Linked DNA regions of Mus musculus: region 1 is linked to region 2. The links are chromatin contacts, called in public Hi-C maps. All regions are on one chromosome and are shown on one strand. The core of a region is the stretch at or near the end of the contact, and the rest is flanking DNA. Distances in the headings are between cores, read along the strand shown.

Region 1 (3,383 bases), core at 481-2,980, 790 kb before region 2:
ACGACGGGCGCTACTTGATCACAGCCACCCTCACCCCTGAGAGAGACACCTATGTGGAAGCCGTCCTGTCTGTCTCCAACGCCAGTGTTGCCCAGCTGCACACGGCTGGGTACAGGAGAGAGTTCCTGGAATACCATCGTCCCCCTGGGGCTGTGCATACCTGTGGGGGCCCGGGGGCCTTCCACCTCATTGTGCACTTGAAGGCAGGAGATGGAGTCAATGTTGTGGTGACTGGGGGCAGACTGGCTCACACAGACTTTGATGAAATGTACTCCACCTTCAGTGGTGTTTTCTTGTACCCTTTCCTTTCTCACCTCTAGGGAGACCAGGAAGGGAAGAAAGGCTGTGAAAACTCCAAAGCTTTAATATATTTGGTTTATGTAACTGGAGCACTGATCTAGCTTGCTGCACACACTCTGCCTGCCCCCAGGATAAAAGCCTGCCATCCCTCGTTTCCAGACAGCTGTGGAAGTGACACATGGTTACTTCTGTCACTGGACAACCAGAAGACTCGTTATGTCCCCTTGGCTGGAAGCTGGCTTCTCCTGTGCCGCCTATAAGCCAGCTCTGCTCGAAGTTCTTGGGTTGAATCTACTTGGTGCTGTTCCGACTGGCCTGGGCCTGATGCAGCTGGAAGACACTGTAGCGGATGCGCCTCTCTACACTGCACGTAGAAGATTTAAACACTGAAGTGCTTATGTGGCCTGGACCCAGAGAGTTTAACATGGGCTGTTGTTCCACACTTGGTTGCTGTTACCGTCTGGTACTGATCTCTGTTCCCCTGGGCCCTGCTACCAAGGTGGATGTGAGAGACATTATTTATGAAACTTGCCAGGCTCCTTAAATGACATGTACAATATAAGTGCAAAGACAGGGAGCGTCAATAAAGATGTTGGAATCACTATGTTCCTTTTCTGTATTTGGCGCCTTATGGATTGGGAGTTACCGGGGGCGGGGGTGGGGTGGGAACAAACTAGAGCATTTTTTATGGCTGAAAGAATACTGTGTAAATTAACCCCAGTCGTTATGTAAAACATCCCATACCTGCCAGCTTCCAGGCTTTAGACATTTGGGGTTTGATTTTGGCTGGAAAACCACATCCAGATGTCCTTGAAGGTCAGGGTGTACCGTGGCCCTGCGGCTGAAGAGGGCCTCTGTTAGGGGAGGTGAGCTGGTTGCAGGCTAATGAGCCTGACTTCTTGTTGCTCCACTGCACAGCTCACTGGCAGAGATAGCACTACAAACTCTGGCTACAAACTCTGGTTCCTAAGCAACAAGCCCCCCCCCCATATAAAATGGGGGGCCGGCTGGAAACGGAGATCATTTGAGAAGACAAGCACATTTGGGTCTGGGAGGCCTGACACGACACTTTCCCAACAGCAGCACACAGCTCTAGGCACCCAGGTCTGTCAGCCAGCACCTGTAGGGAAAGGCAACTCCCCCAGGTCCCTAGTGGAAGGCGCAGACAGGGAAACCAGTTTCAATAGCCTTGCCTTGCTCCTAAACCAGTTGGCAGAAGAGTCTAATGTAGTCAAAATATACTAGGTTCCAAGGACTGTCTGCAAAGTTATTATGGGATATTTGGAAGGCGGGTCATGGACTGCCCGGTTTTCCACAGCTGGGGAGTTGGCTACCAAGGTCAGCGTGCCCTCTGCTGTCTGAGAAATGACGCATGGAAAACCCTGAGCAGCAGTACTTTTAGGAAAGCCCGGCTGGCTCACACGAATGTTTCTGTCCGTTTCCTTCCCTCTTCTTTGAAGACCATATTCAGTGCCAAAGTGGCCAAGTGTTCAGTGGCTGTAAGGCAGGGGCCCGACCGGAGATGTACGGCCACTGTGTTCCCCATTCCCAGACAGGTCTCTCGAGCATCCAACAGACCTTGATCATCCAGTGTGTGACTTCGTTACTGGCAGAGGTGCACTTAGCTAGCTCGCTCTATCCAACAAGCAAGGCGGAGTGAGCTGGGCCACAGCAGTAGGCATGTGCTCACTGGAAGACAAAACAGGATGCAAACTGGACTCCAGCCCACGCAGGAGATGGGTTTAAAATGGGAGCCCCAGTCTTTTTTTGGAGATGAAAAACAGGGACAGCTAGAGCGTGTCTGGAGGAGGGGAGTTTGGAGCAATGGCCCCTCCCTAAGTCACCACACCCCTTCTAGTCATGTGTCCATGAGTGAGTCAGAGGTATAAACAGAGTTTAAGTACTTACTCAGTACTTTTAATTGATGCTGGCCTCAAGTAGTCCTCCTAAGAGGACTAAGTGACTGGTACATACCACAGGGTCACCAGGTTCAGGGTACAACTTCTCTAATCAGGGAGCTTTGGTGACTTGAGAAAAAGGCAGTGCTTTTTAAGAACTGGAGCAATTTGCCCTTGATACGTACCACCACCAAACGGCACCATTAAAATGACTAAATACTATTAAATGGGATCTGCAAGGAGGAATGCCTGAGGTGTATTTTAAATCATTTCCAGATTAGCATATAGTCAGCATTCCCAGTGACGATTGGTCTTGTTTCCCACGTATCTGCTTCATGAAAGGAAGTGGATACCATAACTCCAGGCCTACAGTCTCAAGAGTGGCGGTGTCTGGCCCCCATCCACTTTGTAAACACAATCTGTGCTTCTCTTGTGCCATCTTACCATGGAAGGAGGTACACATGCAGGTACAGGGGTGAGGGCTGCCAAACTCTATCCTCTCATAGCACTTAAAACTGCCTAGAGGAATCAGATATTTTCTAGGACAAAAATATAGCCCCACTGCCAAGACTTGTGGTTCCTGTGCGATCCAGCAGACGTAGTATCTGCTGCCCAGTGACCTGAGGGAGGATGATGTCACATTAACTTTTGCCATCAATCATATGATGTGGGCTTGTGCTACAAAAAGTTCATGGGTACTCTGTTAATCTGATGGACTGTTACCTGCTGCTACCCAGGAAAGGCTTAATAAAGGTGAGGCATTAAAACTGAGCAGCATGGCCAGGAGACTCTGAAGGGCTGGTGTGGGAACTAGAGTGTAGGGAAATGATGGATGGACAAATCACTTCTTGACAGAATCTACAAGGCAGACATAGTTCCTGTGGGCGGAGCTTCTCTTCTGGAGCCAGGGTTTGCAAGGGAGCAACAGGAAGAGGTCGTCCCTCCTTTAGACAAGCAAGTCAGCAAAGCCAAAGTGATGTTTATGTATAACTGGTAATTGTAATTATCAATCTCTGGCACTGATACGGTCAAAGTCCCTGAAGGAAGGAGCCCAATGCAATCAGTTTATGTTAGTTTATTATTGTAACATTTTTTTGTGAACATCAAACACTGCACCAAAATATGAGCCATTCATCTGAAGACAACATCTTTACCATATTGAAGGTACTGCACTGATGTTTACAA
Region 2 (3,688 bases), core at 351-2,850:
CTGGGGTTAAAAGGATGAGAAATAACAACCTTTAGCCTCCAGTGTTATCTTATTCTACACCGTTAGCTCTAAGGATAGCCAGAGACATGATGACACTCTGTGGATTTCTCTGGTACATGAATGACTGTGTCTGACAATGTTGGGGACAGACATGTAATGTGAGGCTTGATTCGTTGTCAGACTAAATAAAGCTGAAGACTCAGTAATGTATCAATTATAGTAATGTATCAATTATCGTTTCCATAAGTAGTAATGAAGTAATTAAAAGTTAGCATTTCATACATGAAGTCAAACATTAAGAAATTAATCACCTCCCAAGCCAAATTAAAATAAATAAACTTGTCACAATATCCTTTCATAGAGGACTTCATAAGAGATTTTTTCTACTTCTATTATGTTTAATGTTTTAAATAGATTTTAAAAATGGGTTGAGTGCATATTAGTTTTAGCTTCAGAAGATATCGTGTATATTTAAGAGGCATTTAACTATTATAAATTATTTTGATGAATTAAAAATGTCAATACTGAGTTGTATATTCTAAAAAATTTTATTAGTTTAATAAAAGAGAAAATATTATGTAAAACAAAAAAGAAATATAGATGAGGCTCTCTTGAAGAATACTGAATGAAGTTTAGAAGTTTACCTTATTGAATGTTTTAAAATGTTTTATCTTGGTAATAATGAAATCAAAACAAACCAAGTAATGAAAGAAGCTTATAATATAATAAAAAAATAAAAAAGAAGAAATTAATCACATCCTAAGCCGAATCAAAATGCATTTGATCATATATACCTATATATGCTTTAATACTTAATTTAATTATTTAAATTATAAAATCACTCGAGGAGGGCTTGAAAGACTTTCAAATGCACAAATAAAAAAACTCAATTTTTATATAAAAAAAGGTGTTACTCTTATTTATGTGCCTGTATTCATGGGCATGTGCCTCTGTGTGTGTGTGTGTGTGTGTGTGTGTGTGTGTGTGTGTGTAGATTCCTCCAGAGGCCAGAAGAGAGCACTAGTCTAGAGCTGGAGTTAAGACAGTTAGCCTCCAGACCTGGGTGCTGTGAACTGAAGTTTTGTCCCTTAAAAAAAAAATAGCATATATTCTTGATCACTGAGCCATCTCTCCATCTTCCACAAATTACTCTTTAAAGCAGTTTTTCTTTATGGAAGAAAATTATTACATATTAAAAGTAATCAGACCTATAATCAAAGCCTTTCTGGAAAGTCCTATCATTTTTCTTATGGTCCTGAAGTTACTCTTAATTGAAGGTTCTGACTTGTTGCTAATAAAGGATGCCAGAAACATCTGAGTCATGGCTAAAATTAACACAGAACTTTGATGGAAAGGAAAAAAAAAAAAACTTGCGTGTTTCAGCATTCCTCTCATTTATCCTCTGACATGGCGTTTCAGGCATCACCGCTTTAATCTGAGGAAGTATTTGTAGCTTTCCCATCACCACGTGGTGTATTTAGGGACGGGTCACTCAGAATAAATGGGCTAAAGCTCTTGGTCTATTTCGAGTGGACCCACATCTGTGAGAAGGCAGCTGGAGAGTGGGAGGTTGGGTCTCAGTGACCTTCTCCTGCAATCTCCGAGGCACCGTGCTTCCATCCCAGCTGGATCACTGCCATTAGAATTCTGGAACTATTGGACTGAGTGTCCTAGAGACTGTGTTTATGGCAATCCAAGGTACTTTCAGGGGTCAAGTCGAAACTCCTTTTACACCTGTACACATCTAGCTAATAATTTAAAGATTTATTTTTCTTTTATGTGTATAGATGTTTGGTCCGTACCACGTGCTGCAAGTGGCCTCATTTCCTTGTAGCACTAACCTGAAGCCTTGGATTTCTTGAAACCTTGCAGCATCTTTGAGTTGTGGGAGTATTTCCTTAAGCTCCAGGCCTCAGGCTAGGGTGGAGTGGGGTTCTCTTGTAACTTCTGCTTAGCCAGCTCTTTCCAGTCTCTGCAACTAATTTCCCAGTTTAAATTCCTTCTCTTGAGTCAGATAACATGGGTTCTATTTTTCTCACAGGATCCTATTACTTTAGTATAGATAATAAATAACACACTCATATGCATATATACACACACACATATATATAATACACATCTACATATATGTATGCATACATGCACACAGTGTTCTAATACACACATATATAATTTACACTGTATATTATATATTATAATACATAATGCATATTATATAATATCGAATTCATTATATATATAAGATTGAGTTGTATTTATGTGGCTGACCTAGCACAATGTGTAACTATTTGCTGTTAATATCACAGCAAACATTTGGTTTGAATACTAGCTTATCCTTTGCTCTCAAAAGGAAGTTTGTTATTTTCTATCTTTCTGAGATCACTCATAACCTAAATAAGGTGTTAGTAATAATTATACTAAATAGTAGCATGAATCCTTCTGGTCTTCCTGAAGACCACCTGTGAACACATTTGCAGTCTACCAGGAAACGTTGTCTTTCTATGGAAAACGAATTAATTTATATAAATCCTGTGATACAGGAGGTGTAGAACATACCAGATGTACCACAGACTTTTAACAAAGCCTGAACTCAGGGCAGAGGGAGAGGTATTTTCCATATTAGAGGTATTTTCACATCAACAAATATTTCTATGCTCAGGAACAACTTGGTAAAGACTCTTCACGAGTATATTCACCACTTAAAGAATAATAGCTTCGCCACCTCTAACGTCCTTCCGAGAGTAGTTAATTGTGACAGAAAGTCTCTCCCACAGAAGCAAAGACTGCATTTCATCATTTATGGAGAGGCATGTTGGCATTCTGTTGGCTCCAAATTAAGGGATAGAATAACACATTTCGGTGTTTACACACGGAAGTACTTTCTCTTGGAATGATTCTCCCCTCTGCTGTTTATTTTCTTAAATCCTTTCAACCTAAGGTCAGTTGGCACCCTGTTATGGAGTCCAATTCTCTCTGGCATAGTAGAGTCTTCTGGAAACAGGGCTGCCCTCAGGGGCACTCAGCAGGTGAAAGTCTACACTTGCTTAACTCTTAGATTAGCTTGGCTCTTTTCTACTATGCGCTAAGGTCTGGGAGAGCAGGGAGTGTTTCAGTGTTGCCTAGGATCATTTTCCTAGTATAGGGCACAAACTAAACAACACACCACGGGTGCGTATGAATGACAGCAGTAACGAGCACCTCTGAAGCTTAGAAATGGCTTTGCTGCACATGAACCATCTCTGATGGGCGAGCTCCATGGCCCTCTGAATCCTGCTTCTATACGACGTGGCTGGAGGAAAATTAATCCTGTAAAGACCATCTTCTCCTTGCCAGCCCTTCCAAAGGACTGTTCCTTTAAATTTTCTAACTGTAACAACACTACTAAAGGGAAATTTTGAGAGGTCAGCAGCTTCAAGGATATTCATAGACATCAACATTAATAAGCTGTAAGAAATGACAGCCAACCACATGCAAATGAGAAGCTCACAGGAGAATCCAACCTGGGATAGAAGATGCTGGGGTGTCCCATAACTGGAAGTAAAACCATGTTTAGATAAGAAGTTACCTTACTTGCCTTTTGTATTAAAAAAAAAATGTTTCAGGATCACTAGACCAAGGTAGCCACTGGAGAAAGCTCATCTACATTTGTGTGGCATGTTTAAGAGGAATACAATTTAACTAGGGCTTA

What was found. Hi-C and Micro-C count contacts between places; a contact is called where the count stands out from the background.
Region 1: a Hi-C map of uterus shows a contact between it and region 2. The contact joins two enhancer-like sites. A contact is called at or near these places in 1 of 484 Hi-C or Micro-C datasets (uterus) and 1 of 9 other capture datasets (embryonic stem cells).

Annotation. Positions count from the first base shown.
Region 1 is chr17:71,249,693-71,253,075 of GRCm38.p6, reverse strand. Emilin2 (elastin microfibril interfacer 2) reads left to right here. Exons shown (of 8, transcript NM_145158.4): 8 at 1-904. The coding sequence ends at 320. Lpin2 (lipin 2) reads right to left here. Exons shown (of 20, transcript NM_001357791.1): 20 at 3,258-3,383. Among named protein-coding and RNA genes, the nearest start is that of Emilin2, 60 kb to the left of the region's middle. Within about 2 kb of position 1,730, at least 106 of the 459 cell types and tissues checked have an H3K27ac peak or open chromatin away from gene starts, as enhancers often do. A contact at or near this core is called in uterus, where this site is marked.
Region 2 is chr17:70,458,268-70,461,955 of GRCm38.p6, reverse strand. The region is part of intron 1 of Dlgap1 (DLG associated protein 1); the gene reads right to left. Among named protein-coding and RNA genes, the nearest start is that of Dlgap1, 35 kb to the right of the region's middle. Within about 2 kb of position 1,600, at least 3 of the 459 cell types and tissues checked have an H3K27ac peak or open chromatin away from gene starts, as enhancers often do. A contact at or near this core is called in uterus, where this site is marked.